Regions from separate parts of the Triticum aestivum genome. Here region 1 is linked to region 2. The links are chromatin contacts, called in public Hi-C maps. All regions are on one chromosome and are shown on one strand. Each heading gives the region's core, a stretch centred on a gene start, on an enhancer-like site or on the middle of the called end of the contact. The rest is flanking DNA. Distances are from core to core; before and after follow the strand shown. Region 1 holds the start of LOC123095930 (SWI/SNF complex subunit SWI3D). Region 2 holds the start of LOC123096612.

Region 1 (6,760 bases), core at 3,751-6,250, 150 kb after region 2:
GAGCTCACATATTAAAAAAGGTTTACATAGCAAATATCAAACAGTTTACACATAGTTTCACAAGTAGCAAATAGCAAATAGCAAACTTGTCCACATAGTTTGACAACCCAAACTAACGCAAATAGTTTTGCAAAAATCTTTCGCAAAGCCAACGACCGGTTCAACAAGTTCTTAAGACAAGTTTAGAGAGCGGGGAGACATCTTCAGAGGTCCTTGTATGTTAGGCCTGGCCGTGGAGATAGATACGACAGCGGATCCACCGGTTCAGGTGGAGGCGGAACGCTGGTCGGCATCCGGCCGTTCAAACACTCCCACCTTGCCTTGCCCGCTGGAGTTTTCGCCTCCGCCCTTCCCCGACTGATGATATCGAATGCCGATGCACTTGGGGGCGGCATCCTGGCTCTCTCCTTCGCATTGCTCTTGAAGTAGATTCTCCGGCCCAAATTGCGTAGCTCCCAGTTGGAGTGTTGCTTGGCAGCTTCAATGCTCCCTTCCCGACGGACACTTGAGATAGTTGGATCTGCCTCCATCTCTGCAATCACTCTCTTCCACTCCTTCACACTCTGCGACCAATACTTTACATCGTCGAAGATCCGCTCTGCCCTCTCGTGCCACCGCATTGCCCTCATCGCCTCTAGGACCTCGTCTGAAACAACTCCCACCGGCTGCAGAAGCTCGGGGAGGGCCTCGTACAGGTACGACAGTGGCAAGGCAGACGGGTCGTGTTGGAGATGAATGGGCGATGCTTGCGCCACGGTTGCAGACCTAAACATATGGATGCATCACACATTAGGGTTCATCATCTCCAAAAAATCTAAACCTAGGGTTCATCATATGGTCAAAAATTCTAAACCTAACTTGTATTCAATTAGGGTTCATCGCCTTCAAAAAAAACTAGCTTGTATTAGGGTTCATCACGTGTTCAAAAAATATCAACTAGGTTCATGATGATTCATCAGGAAGGATCATCACCTAACTTGTATTATCTAGATGCAATCACCTAGGTTCACCATATCAACTAGGGTTCATCATGATTTTGAACATGAACATGAACCATTCTTAGGCTACAAAAAAGAGGATTGATTTGACTCAAAGTAATTGGGGGATCGGAGGAGCTTACTTTCCTCTTTTTGGAGCCATCTCGATCCACAAAATTCGTGAAGAAACGAAGAAGATCGGAGGGGGGAAGTGGAGGAGATGAGAAAGGGGCGAGAGGAAGAAGAAGGCAGCTGGGTGGGGGGATAAGGGGGTGGGGTGGGTTGGGTGGGCCGGCTGGGTTTATAAATGCCCAAACCCTACCGCTAGGGACCACGTCAATAGGGATCGACAACCTACCGCCATAGGGTGCGGCGGTAGCGTCGGAGCATCTGTGTTAGGTTTCTGTGACCAAAACTGCCATCAGCTCAGCGGGAGGGCTGCACACCCTATCGCCAGGGCCTTTGGCGGTAGGACCCTACCGCCATGACGCCTAGCGATAGGGTGTGCAACCCTCCCGCTGAGCTGCTGGCAGTTTTGGTCACAGGAGGGGGCGTGCTGGGGGAGGCCCTCTACCGCCGGCGGGTGTGGCGGTAGGCTGTACATACCTACCGCCGTAGGGCCTCGCGGTAGGGTGGCCCATAGTGCATTTTTTGCACCTCCTAACTTCTCTTGTCTTCAATTTTTTGCACATAACAATTAAATACTTATAAACATGAAGCATATGTATCACATAGCAAGCACACATCCACAAATCCACAAATAATAAAGTTGGATACATAACAAGCACACATCCACGAGCAAGTTTTACATAGCAAGTTCACGAAACAGTTTCAGGAGCAAATGGTTCACGAAGCAAACATGAAATGTTTATAGTTCAACGGCACGCCACGGCAGCAACTTCAGTCCCTCCTTCCCCTCTTCGACGTTCGGTCCTCGTTGGTCTTTGATCACTTCTCGGCCGTCGTCTTCTTGCGGTGAGTAGGACGCGCTTTCTGAATGGGGATGGACTCTTCCAATCCTTCTTCGTCACATTCCTCTTCTCACGCTGGGTTGGCTGAGTTGCTGGAGGTCCGTCGTCATCATCATACTCCTCCTCCTCATCGTCCTCTTCCTCTTTTTCACCATGTTCTTCTTCTGCTCCCTCTTCCTCGCCCTCTTCTTCATCTTCCTCTTCATCATCATCGTCCTCGCTCTCCTCCTCGTCATCTTGAACCGCCCTAGACGACGAGGCTGCATGGCTCGATGAAGCGAGACTACGCATCGGCGCAGGAGCAAAAACATCCTCGGTGTTTGTAGGGCACCCAAGCAGGCCCACAAGCCTGTGTGCTTTGTTGACGTACTTCTGCAATGATAACGAAACAATGCGAACTTCTGCAATGTCCAATTTCTGCAAATGAACTTAAGAAAATGAACTCCATATTACCTTCACCGTTTCCCTCAACTTGTTCTCGTCTTGAGGGTTACCTTCACCGTTTCCCTCAACTTGTTCTCCATATTAACACAAAAAATTATGAACTAGGTTCATCTTGAGGGTTCAACATTTGTTCTCCAACTATATCCACTACTTGCATCATAGCATATCAACATGCATCATCATATCACAATAAATTCCTCCAACATGCATCATATAAAAAAATCCTTCAAAAATAATATGAACTAGGGTTCATCTTCACATAACCATACCAACTAGTGACTAGAGTTCATATCTAATACAATATAACATCTATAATCAACCTAAATCAATCCTAGGGTTCAAAATATTTAAATCTAGTTCAAGAAGGGGGGGGGTGATTTGAATCAAATAATGCGACGAATCGGAAGCTATTTGACTAAAACTAATTGGAGGGTCCGAAGGAGCTTACTTTTCTTTCTTCGGGGCCATCTTGATCTGCAAAAACGGTGAAGAAACGACGAAGATCAGAGGGGGGCTGTGGAGGAGATGAGAGAGGGGGCGAGAGGAACAACTCCTCTGTTCTTGGGGCGCCTGGGTGGGGGGAGAAGGGGGGTGGGGCGGCCGGCCCGCGGGCTTGTAACTGCCCACACCCTACCGCCAGGGTCCTTGGCGGTAGGATCGGGCAGACTATCGCCAGGACCAGCGACGGTAGGGTGGGACGGAGGCTGTTACCGCTGCTGACGTGGATAAGTTTCCTACCGCCGCAGGTGCTGGCGGTAGGCTATAGCATCCTACCGCCGGGCCTCGTGGCGGTAGGAGAAATGATCAAATCTCGAAAAAAATTCAAACTGAGATCAGATCTCGATTTTGTTAGACAAAAAGGTCAAAACACAAAATTTTGCCACGGGAGCACCCTCGAAGACAGGGCGACATTGTGACGTAGCTATCGGGAAGTGGCCGTCCGGAGCCAGAAGTTGCCGGTGACCAGTGGCGGAGCCAGCTTACTGGCAAGGCTTGGCGTCCGCCACACCTAAATCTGCCGCAAGTATGTACCTATAGTACATATACCAGTACGCTTACGTATTTCATGCTGGTGGGCTGACGTAGCCTACAAGTACCTCGTATATATACTGCACTATATTGCCTGCGTGTTGGGCACGTTGCTGACCGGCGTGCATGCAACTTAACTACACCGCGCTAAAATACAAATGCACGTAGAATAAAGAATCTGAACCGTTCGATGAAAAAGAGAATACATGATACAACCGGCCAACTCACGGCCGCGATCGCAACAGCTTCCTAGTTCAAAACTGCCAGGGATTTTGAGTGCCAATACTTGAGTTTTGGGTTTCGCGGCCGTATAGTATCTACTCCCTCCGTTTCTAAATATAATCCTTTTTAAAAATTTCAATACGAACTACATACGCATATATACAAACATATTTAACAGTGTAGATTCATTTATTTTGCTTCTTATGTATAATTCGTATTGAAATATCTAAAATGTATTATATTTAGAAACAGAGGGAGTAGTATTCTAGTAAGATCTTGCATAGTTGCATTACACATGATTTTCTCTTTCGTGAATATCGCCACACCTGAAATTTATTCCTGCCTCCGCCACTGACAGTGAATGGAGGCTCGCATCACCGTCTTGGAGAAGAATGTGGCATAGAAAATTGGGCAAACACCGTAGATCCGTCCATACCTGCTAGCTTCCCGACGTAGCCAAAGTTTGCCATGCTTGCTAAAGGAAGAAGAAACCAACATATGGAATCACGAGCTATCGTCGTCCATACCACCGAACGACATCGTCAAAGACCACCTACAAGAAGTGAAGACAAAATTGTGACCCCCCCTAGACCGAAGCTCCACATGCCTTCCATCGATACCAACCAGCACCGCCAGAATGAGGCAAGATGTGGAGACCTTATTCCATGTCGCCGATCAACATCACCTCGCCATCGCATGTAGGACACCTAGAATGATCCCTAAACAGTGCTAGGGTGACCTGAACAACACGGCTAACCCCAGACCAGGGTTTATCCCCTCATCAATGCTGGAAGGCTTTGTGATGCGAGGGAAACCGTCATGAACAACACACATGAGAGGCACAATTACGCCAAAGATGTACCATCCTCAGCGTATATTTGTACATCAATGTGGTTGCTTTAGCACAATCACGTCAAAGATGTGCCATCGTCTACTTATATCAAAACATCAATGCTATTAATTTTGTACCATGGAATTTCAATACCTTTTCAGTAGTCGTACTAGATTATCGGGTATTTAGTATATGGGATTTTAATTCCTTTTCACAAGCTGTACCCGATTAGGCGATTACCATTCATTCAGTATACCTCACCATTAAGCTCTACCGCTGTAAGAATTGTTTGCTTCGCTCTTAATCTTGTCCTCATTCTGGCGATCTACCGGCGGAGGAGGATGGCAGCGGGGGAGGAACCCTAGATCTCTTCAACCTCTTTTTTCCAAAAAAATAATAATCCTATGTATAACTCCTCCCGTCCCGGCGTTAGCCACCGGCAGCGCGGGCTCCACCAGCCAGTGAGACAGCACCGTGCCGCACTGCCGCTACGGGAACCCAACGACGGACCCCAGGTTTCAACCCGGTCCAGAGGAAGGAGAGGGGAAGGGAGAGCCCACAGAGAGAGCACTCACAGGGGCAGCGCAGGGCAGGCGGCGTGCCCTCACTCGCCTCCCCATCTCGGAGCTGGCCCTCGGCGCCGGAGCGGTGAGAGAATCCGAGAGCTCCCGCGGCGGCCCCCATGGAGCCCAAGCCCCAGCCCGCGGCCCACGGCGACGGGGCGCCGGCCGAGGCCCCCCGCCGCCGCGGCGGCGGCGGCAAGCGCAAGGCGTCGGGGTCGTCGTTCACGCCGTCCAAGCGGCACGCCAAGGAGCGCAACGCCGCCTTCCACGCGCCCTCGCACATGCTGCACAGCGGGCCGCTCACGCGCGCCGCGCGCCAGTCGCCGCACAAGCTCTCGACCGCCCCGGCGGATGCGGCCCCCGCGGCGGCCGTGCCCGGGGGATCGGGCCCGGGCGAGGGCGCCGCGATTCGGCCCGACGAGGTGCAGACGCCCGCCGAGGAAACGCCGCTGGTGGACGAGGGGTTCGAGGCCGTTCGATCCCGCGGCGCCGGCGTCCATGTGGTCCCTACCTTCGCCGGTGAGCCCTCTCCCCTGTACAGTCGCTTGATCTCTCGTTTGGGGTGGTGAATTGCTGGAACGAGGGTGGTTGTGAGGAGTCCGCGTTTTGCTAGGGCTTTCCGAGTAGAAGCGTTCGGTAAATTACCACTGGTTCACCGCATCCTCCTGCTATTTAAATGCTTTACCGGAATGAACCAGTAGCATGTAGCAGAGGAGTGTAGTTCGATGGTTAGCATTGTTGCTGCAGTTAAGTAACCTGAATTAATACTTGTAAGTTGCACAATGATGTGCTCATTGTAGTTTTCATCGATAGATTTAGCTCAACTTGAGTGCATGCTCATTCTGTTGATTTCAGATTTAACTGCCTGATATAGGAATTTACTACAAATCATTGCCTTTATTACTTCTAGTGTGTGGTGGTAAACAGCTATTAATATCTATTTGCCTTCCTCTTTGCTGTTGCCTTGTGCAAATGAACAGTTGAGTGCTCATCATTTTGCTTTCTTCCATGTGCTTGGAGCATGACTTGTTTTCTTTTGAGAGATATCTTCTCCTTGTAAGTATTTTAACCATAGATCAGCTTTCTGACATTACTATATATACGAGCAATTGCAACCTTGGTAAATCTTGATAACACAGTAAACAGTTACCTCACCATGAAAGGAAAGCACCATGGCAGATCTTGATAATTGCTGTAATCCAGTAACCATGTGCAACCATGACTAATACTGGCATAACCACTTCATTCATGTAATATGCTAATACTGCTTTTGTCTGTTGAAGGCCATACTAGCAACCACCTTATGATTCTATGTGATTGATCTTTGCGTAGTCTCTTATTTTCTTGAAATGCATGGTTTTTGTCTGTTCAAACTTCAAAGCATGCAAAGCCCATTTTCTTGAACTAAAATATTGTAAATACTATTTAGCAGAAGATATATTTTATGGTTTGATGCTGCCTTTCAAGTTTCCACCCTAATTGTCTTAATTATGATAACATGCTTTCCTTCTTTATTCATGTTCTGAAATCAATTTTCTTTCGAAATTAAAAAGTGCACAACAACAAATCATTTTCTTCTGCAGGATGGTTTTCATGGAAGGAAATCCACCAAGTTGAGAAGCAAACCTTGCCTTCGTTTTTTAATGGAAAATCTGAGAAGCGGACACCAGAGATATACTCGGGGATTAGAAATTCTATCATGATGAAATTTCATGCCAATCC
Region 2 (7,763 bases), core at 1,012-3,511:
CGGCTCGTCGAAGGCGCACTGGGCGGCGTCGAAGCCGACGTGGCCGGGCCCCGCCTCGGCGCGCGTGACGGCGAGGTGGCGGCCGTAGGCTCCGCGGAGCAGGACGAAGTAGTTGGTGTCGGTCTCCAGGACCTGCGCGACCCACGCCGTGTTGACCATCCCGCGGCGGGGGTCGATGGAGACGCCCCGCCCCGTCTCGTCGGCGCAGAGGTAACCGCCGCGGCCGCGGTTGCGGAGCCGCACGTACTGGCCGTCCTGGAAGGGCGCCACGCCCATCTCGGCCCAGACCGACTTGCCGGAGGCCACCGCACCCGCCGTACCGGACTTGCCGGGGACCCTCGCACCCGCCGAACCGGACTTGCCGCGGGCCGCCGCGCTCGCCGAGCTCGACTTGCCGGGGGCCATCGCGCTCGCCGAACCGGACTTGCCGCGGGACGCCTCCTCCTCGGAAGACGACGGCGGCGGCGACATGGCTAGAGGAGGAGGTGGATCATGCGCGGGGAGCGGCGAGCGGGCGAGGGGGAGAGGGGAGAGGCAAAGAGGGAGGAGGAATGTTTGTTGCCGCGGGCGGTTATCGTCCACTGTAGCGCCAAGCCAAGGCGGAGGGCGTTTAAATAAGCTCCCCGCACCGCACGCGGAGGGGCGGCGAATCCAACGCGCAGGCGCAGGGAGGTTCCGCCCGCTGACGCGTGGGGCCCGCCAGCTGGCCGTGCCGCGCGCGCCACGTGGTCCCCGCCTGCCTTGCCGAGGAAGGAGTTGACCCCGTCGACGACCCGGGCCGCCGCCTCTTCGTGGGTGCTCCTCGCCGGCGACGATGATACTCTCCTGTTCCCCCGGCCGCCGTCCTGACCATGGCTCCGGTCTCCGGCAGGTCAGGTGCTCCACGCCGCCGGGCCGCCGCCGTGGGACTCGGCGAGGGGAGGGATCGACGGCCCGCGGGTGGCTGAGGCGCCGCGGAGGACGGAGGAGGAGGGCGAGGGGTGGTGGTGGGGTGGGTAGTTGTTGAGGAGGGTGGTTGCCTGATTGGGGCGGAGGGACGGCGACCGGAGTAGCAGTAGTGTACGTCGCTTGAACAGCGCGGCGGTGCGTCCAACGAAAACGTTGCAGGTTTTTTTTTTTTTTTTTTGAGAAGACGAAAACGTTGCAGGTGTGGTGTGGGTGTGGCGACAGCGGTGGGCCTGCGGTCTAGGGCGAGAGTGACAGACACCGGACTGGTTTGGACTTGGGAATTTGGTGGAATCCAGCGACCGGGTGGGTTTAATTGCGTTGTAGGCCAAACCCAGCCCTTTTTGCTGGGTCAAAAGCCCAGGCTACCTGATCCGTAGACCGCGGTGTACTCTAGGAGTTGGAAGTTTCTCACTGAGGTCGACCCTCGAACCTCTTGTTATTCTAAAAAAAAGACTATATATGCGTACATCAATTATATCACACACATATATATGCACATGTATTTGTCAAAGAAATATAGTTGCGTCCATTCCACTTACATCATTGTACTTGGACTGTCGCTCCCGCTGCCTCCACGGGTGCGGCTCAGGCGAACCCTGCCTGCCGGAGAAAGCCGGACAAGCTTCGCTCATCCGGCGAACGATGATGGCAGTCTCGCCACCTTCCTCCACGAGGACTCCTTTGGCTGTGGCGCAACGGTGCCCCTAGGCAATGGCGGAGCTAGCCGACAATCCATGGGGGGGTGGGGGGGGACACAAATCACCAGTGTTTGTGGGGGCCAAATGCTAAAAAAATTCCAATCTAAGCCCTATTAAAAAAATTCTTCAGAAAATTATCCAAGGTTGTGGGGGGAACGGCCCCCCTAGCCTCAACATAGGTCCGCCACTGCCCCTAGGCACCATGCGTGGCAACAGAGTCGGGATACTAAGGCAGTGCCCCCAGGGGGATTTAAGCGGTGGTTGCGCCGCCTGGCAATTGACACGCGTTCCCCGGCCCAAATCCGTTTTGCTACGGGTGGTGTGGGCTCAAGACGGCGGCCCTGGACGATGGTGGCTTCACGCATGTGTGGCTCTCTTCATCGGCGTGGTTGGGGGCGGCCGGAGATGCGTTGGGCGTGGAGAGTCCGGGCAAGGCCTGGATGTGGTGCCGGTTGGTGTCCACGGTTGACTTTGTCCAATGGTCGGCGCGCGCGGCGGTAGGAACTTGGTGGTTTGTGACCTGTTGTGGATCGTGTATCCCACAGTGGCGGCACTGGGCGGCGGCCCGAAGGGTCTTTGCTTCGGTGTTGCAAGGACGACCGCCCGTGGTCGTCATTGGTGTGCAGTGAGGCTGACGGCATCCGGTGTCACCTCGTTGTTGATGAGCGTCGCTCTTCTTCCTGTAGCGATGGACTCACCGGTGACCTACTCGCCGCGGGATGGGGGGGGCTTGTTTCCGTTCACCGGAACAAGCGGCGGCGGTGTCATAACGTCGTTCCCTTCATGCAGGTGCTGCCTTGGTTGTTCGCGGAATCCTCGATGGTGGAGTTTGAGGCATCTCAGTTCTTGGTGTGGATTGCCTCTCGGGACATGGGCCTCCATGGCGCAATGTATGCCATCTCCGACGCCTCTTGCCTTCTTCTTCGGGTCCGGATAGGTCATGCCACCCACTTGCTGACTGTAGGCGCTATATGGTGGGTGGTACATTAATCCAGCCAGTTCTGTATTTGTCGTTGTAATATGGATGTGGGGTAGCAACATATGTGGCTTATAGGAAATGCTGGAATTATGTGGTTCTGATTCATTAATTCATATGACAGTGACAATGATCTTATGTTGTTTTCTGCTGAAGCTGAAACTGATTAAGCTGCCAATAAGGCCATCAAGCTCCACTGCCTCATTGATGATTAGGCTGCTACATTGCTACTTGATTTAGGCAGCTCTCATTCGTGTTCTCAATCAACAGTTTACTTGTAAGTTGCCTCATCAACACCCATTGAATAAACTGCAGAGTGTGTGACTTGCTGGGGTGAAGTTGGATTGCACACACTAGATTCGTAATGTACTTAGTCAGATGTTGGATTTCAATTCACAACTGATTTAAAGATTCTGCCTCTTAAGCATTTTAATGGTATTATTGGCATGGGTTGGTTGTTAGCCCGAGGAACGATGAGTGTCAATTGGCATCAAAAGGGGATGTCACTTGATTACAAGGGCGGTTTTTGTGTTTGCAAGGTGAGCCGCTGGCTAAGTTTTCGTACACTGTTATGGAGTTGCAATTTATCGACAATATATGATGGCTGACTGTGCATATGACTATATGAGTTTGTTTTCGTCACTCTGACTGGCCAACCACCTCATAGGGCTTGTGAAACAGAATTCCTTTAACCGAGGGTGCTAAACCAATCAATATCCAGCCCTGTAGACATTTGTCAGAGTTGAAGTCTGAAATTAAAGTGCAGGTGGGTAAGATGCTCAAGTCCGGAGTGCTATTACCCAGTTCCAATCCCTTTGCTCACCTATCACGGCGCGCAAGAAGGGCCTAACATGGCGTGTATGTGTCGATTACATACATTTGAACTTATTGACTCTCAAGTGCAAGTTTCCTTTATCTGTCATTGATGAACTCCTGGATGAATTGGAAGGTACATCCTAGTTTTCGAAGCTCGATTTGCGAGCAGATTTCCACCAGATTCGACTGGCCCAGGCGAAGAGTACCAAACTGCGTTTCATCCTCACAATATTGCCACCGCGAGTTTAATGTCATGGCGTTCGATTAAGAGGCGCCCAACAACCTTCCAAGCAGTTATTTAGAAATGTACTTGTGCAACTTTTTTGATTTTTTTCGGCATTTAGAATGTGTTTTCTGAAGTGGGTACATATGTAGCAAGGGTTCATCCATGTATGTTCCGTATAGTTTGCCCAATCTCCTGGTTCCGACTGCGCCATTTGACAATCCTTATAAACTAAAAATGTATGGACGATAAATTCAACATTGCGTACGCAAGCTATGCAACACCAAATTGACACCATCAGTTTCGTATGAGTGAAATATTAGCACTGTCTAAAAGTTCAGAATGACCATACCGCAGCTTATATACAACAATATAAAGTTCAGAGGACGAGATCTAAACTAGTCGCATGCATGCATGCATGTCTACTCGCGTGCACGTGATACATTCTTTTTCATGCTACACATGACCCTCAGATTGTCTATAAAACGAACAGCCTCCATATAAACCGTTCTTTTTCCCTGAAAAAAAAGGTGGATCAAAACAAAAACATTCTCCGAAAAGATATAAAAAAGGAAAGAAGCAATTTATTGCAGAAGCTGGCGTCCGACGTCACCGATCCGCGCCTCGCCCGTCCCAGCCAATCACAGCGCGCCTCGCACCCCAACCCTACGCTATAAAACCCGAGGCGCCGCCGCGGGTTCTCCTCCCACCCCACCAAATCCCCAGTCCAGTCCCCACCTCTCGAGAGGGTTTAGAAGCTTCCGGAGGCGAATCGGCGATGAGTTCCACCGGAGGCGTCGCCGGCCGCGGCAAGGCAAAGGCGACCAAGTCGGTGTCGCGGTCGTCCAAGGCCGGGCTCCAGTTCCCCGTCGGCCGCATCGCGCGCTACCTCAAGGCCGGCAAGTACGCCGAGCGTGTTGGCGCCGGCGCCCCCGTCTACCTCTCCGCCGTCCTCGAGTACCTCGCCGCCGAGGTATCCTAGACATCATCGATCCCCCTTCTCTTTTCGTTTTCCGTCAGTCGATCGCCGCCCGTCCGATCTCGTGCGCCTCGCCCCGCCTCGCCCGATCGTTCGTTCGTTATCCGTGATTCGAGTCGGATTGGGGTTTGATTTGATCGTTTCCATTGCCGCCGGATACGTACGCAGGTGCTGGAGCTGGCCGGGAACGCGGCGCGGGACAACAAGAAGACCCGGATCGTGCCGCGGCACATCCAGCTGGCGGTGCGCAACGACGAGGAGCTGAGCAAGCTGCTGGGCTCGGTGACGATCGCCAACGGCGGCGTGATGCCCAACATCAACCAGGTGCTGCTGCCCAAGAAGGCCGGGCCCAAGGGGGAGCTGGGCTCGGCCTCCCAGGAGTTCTGAGCGCGCGCGGCTTCAAGGCGAAGAAGGAGAGGCCGTCCTGTCATGTGATCTTGTCTGCCTGACGACGATGTTCATCTGAAGTTGTGGGTTGGGGTGTTTCGGGAGTCTGAAACTCGGGATGGAAAAAAACCTTGGTGTCTTCTGGGCTCTGTCGTGGTTGAATGAGTGAGTCGATCGATCAGTAGAAGAGTGAAAATATATACTATGTGGTTTCGTATATGCGAAAATGATGGTGCGCAGCTGTCTTTTAATATTGATTTGGTTCGGTTGTTTGAATGATTGAATGAATTCCCTGTGAAATTTTAGTTACAGGAATCTGACTAGTCTTGGTCTGAAAGAAATGATCATCTCGCTGTGGAAATAAAACAGCTCCTCTTAGCCCTGTGGAAATAAAACAGCATCAAACGCTGTACCTCTTTCAGAAATCAGCCAACATAGCTCTTAAGTTGCAGAAGGTGATATAATAAGTATCATCTGATTAACAAACGAAAATGCAGACAAAAATGCTATTCATGTATATATATAGCTGTGGCTGCAACTGCAATGTCTGAATTCCTGGTTACTGTTTAATCAGCTTGCTTGCTTGTTGCTTTTTAATCAGCTTTGGAACGTCTGAATTCATGTATATATATAGCTGTGGTTGCTATTCAGTTTGGTTTGATCATCCGAATGAATGAATTCCCAGGGGCGGTGTAGTTTCCTGAATCTGATTACTCTGTCTCTACTCTTGTCTGAAACGACTGCGTGTTGTCGAAGAGATCATCTTGCTTCCTGTGCCCGTTTCCTCTTCGTCCAGGGGAAACAGAACAGCAGTAAAATGCTGCTTGCACGAACGAATGTTGTTCTTGGCATTCTCTCTGTCCCTCTCCCAGAGATCCGGAAACATTAGTCTGCAGTTGCAGAGCCAAAATCCACACGTGCCAGTGACTTCTGTGCTAGTGCTCAGCAAGTTTCACCATTGGATTCTTCTCATCATAGCAAAATGAGAATGTCTGATTAACAAAATGAAAAAGATTACAAAAATGCTATACATCAACAGCCTTGTCTGCAATGCCTGAATTACACACCCTGATCAGTAACGAATCAACTTGCTTGCTGCTCGTCAAGTGTTGATCGATCGGTTACTTCTTGCCGCTAAGGATGTTGGCCCTCATGGTCTCCAGCTCTGCCATGTTGGCCTCGACGCCGGCGAAGGACGGCTCCGGGATCGGCTCCTCCACCATCTGCGACAGCCTGACGAGGCTCCTGCAGGCCAGCACGGCGCGCGCGTCCATGGTCTCCATGGCCCTCAGGTAGAGGCACTGCGACGCCCGGGCGGCCTGCGTCCTCAGCTGGTCGGAGTTGGTCGGGCCCAGCAGGCAATGCCCCACGATCCGCAGCGCCGGCTGGAACAGCTCCCACGGCATAGGCACCCTCCGCCACTTCTCCTCGCCGCTCTCGGCGGAGGCGATCCGGGCCTTGTCGTCGCTGCGGTGCTTCCCCGTCCACGCGACGCAGAACTCGCAGAAGTCCATCTTGGAGGAGAGCGGCATGAGCCCGATCTTGGCGTGGTAGAGCTCCAGCACCGCGCCGACGATGCGGCCGCGGCGCGTGGCGCGAATGCTGCCGTGCGGCTCCAGCGCGGGGGAGAGCTCGGCGACGTCGGGGTCGTCGGCCTTGCCCGTCTTGGCCGCCGGCGCCGCGGCAGCAGGCTTGATCGCCTCGTGGTACACGCTGGGCTTGGCCATGTTGGGCAGCGTCACTGTCTCGGCCTCCCCGGACCCCCGCTGCGCCACGGCGTGCGCGTACAGCGTGAGGAGCACGGCCTCGAACCCGGCGAGCGGCTTGCGGGAGACGGCGCGGGACATGTACACGCCCGCGAGGGTCGGCACGAAGCGCAGCACCGCGAGCTGGAGCGCGGGGAGGCCGGACTGGAAGGTGCCGTAGAGCCAGCCGCAGAGGGCGTCCTGGCCGGCCCCCGAGCCCGCGCCGCGGAGGCGCCCCGTGACGGCGCGGGCGACGCCGTCGTCGTGGAGGAGCGCGGCCGCGGGGTCGCCGGCCGCGGCGAGGGACTCCGGGAGCGCGCGGCCCAGGATGGCGGCGAGCGAGTCGACCGCGGCCTTGGGGCTCTGGATCGCCTGTGCGGCGGACGACATCGTCGTCGGCAGCAATGCAGACAGGAGGATGAGGGAGGAAGAGGCTGGCGTCGTCGACGTGCGGGACGTGTGGTTCGGTGCGATGGAAGGGAAGGGCCGAAGGAGGAGGCGAATGGATCGGAGGAGGAGGAGGAGGTTTGAGCGGGCGGCGCGCTATGGCTTCAGCTTTGACCCGGTTCGTACGCTTAACGCGAGCAAATCAAGGGAAGGGCACACCCGCCATTTACGCATGCAGGAGAGTGCGTGTCATGTGTGCAGCTTGCAACGCAGAAATTTTGGAGGGAACGTACACGAACGGGAACTCCTTTGGAATCCGTTTGCAACCTAGGAAATGCACATTCTTTAGAAAAAGATGGGGGGGGGGGGGGGGGGGGCATTACTACACTTTTTGTTGCGCATTTCTAAGGGTTTTCTTTTTTTTGGAAAAAATCAGATCTATTATAAAAGTTCACCCAAAATAAAAAGTATCTCAAACATAACCAAAATTATATCGAGGTTCCGGGAACATCAAACGATCACCCGCGCCCAGTACGACTCCCGTGTCGCTCTCGCGGGCGGCTCGGGAGAAACCCCGGCCGCCGCCGACAACCACCCTCGCCTC

The links. A called contact is a pair of places that touch in the nucleus more often than the background predicts.
Region 1: a Hi-C map of leaf shows a contact between it and region 2, with 3 times the contacts expected there. The contact joins the promoter of LOC123095930 here to the promoter of LOC123096612 in region 2. A contact is called at or near these places in 2 of 5 Hi-C or Micro-C datasets (both in leaf).

The regions. Positions count from the first base shown.
Region 1 is chr4D:29,960,404-29,967,163 of IWGSC CS RefSeq v2.1, forward strand. LOC123095930 (SWI/SNF complex subunit SWI3D) reads left to right here and starts at 5,001. Exons shown (of 8, transcript XM_044517502.1): 1 at 5,001-5,557; 2 at 6,622-6,760. The coding sequence starts at 5,158.
Region 2 is chr4D:29,817,429-29,825,191 of IWGSC CS RefSeq v2.1, forward strand. LOC123096612 reads right to left here and starts at 2,262. Exons shown (of 4, transcript XM_044518377.1): 1 at 2,008-2,262; 2 at 1-1,185. The coding sequence starts at 2,262. It overlaps LOC123099500 (histone H2AX), which reads left to right and starts at 4,378. Exons shown (of 2, transcript XM_044521648.1): 1 at 4,378-4,634; 2 at 4,809-5,336. The coding sequence starts at 4,440. The coding sequence ends at 5,027. It overlaps LOC123099501, which reads right to left and starts at 7,269. Exons shown (of 1, transcript XM_044521649.1): 1 at 5,992-7,269. The coding sequence starts at 7,162. The coding sequence ends at 6,149.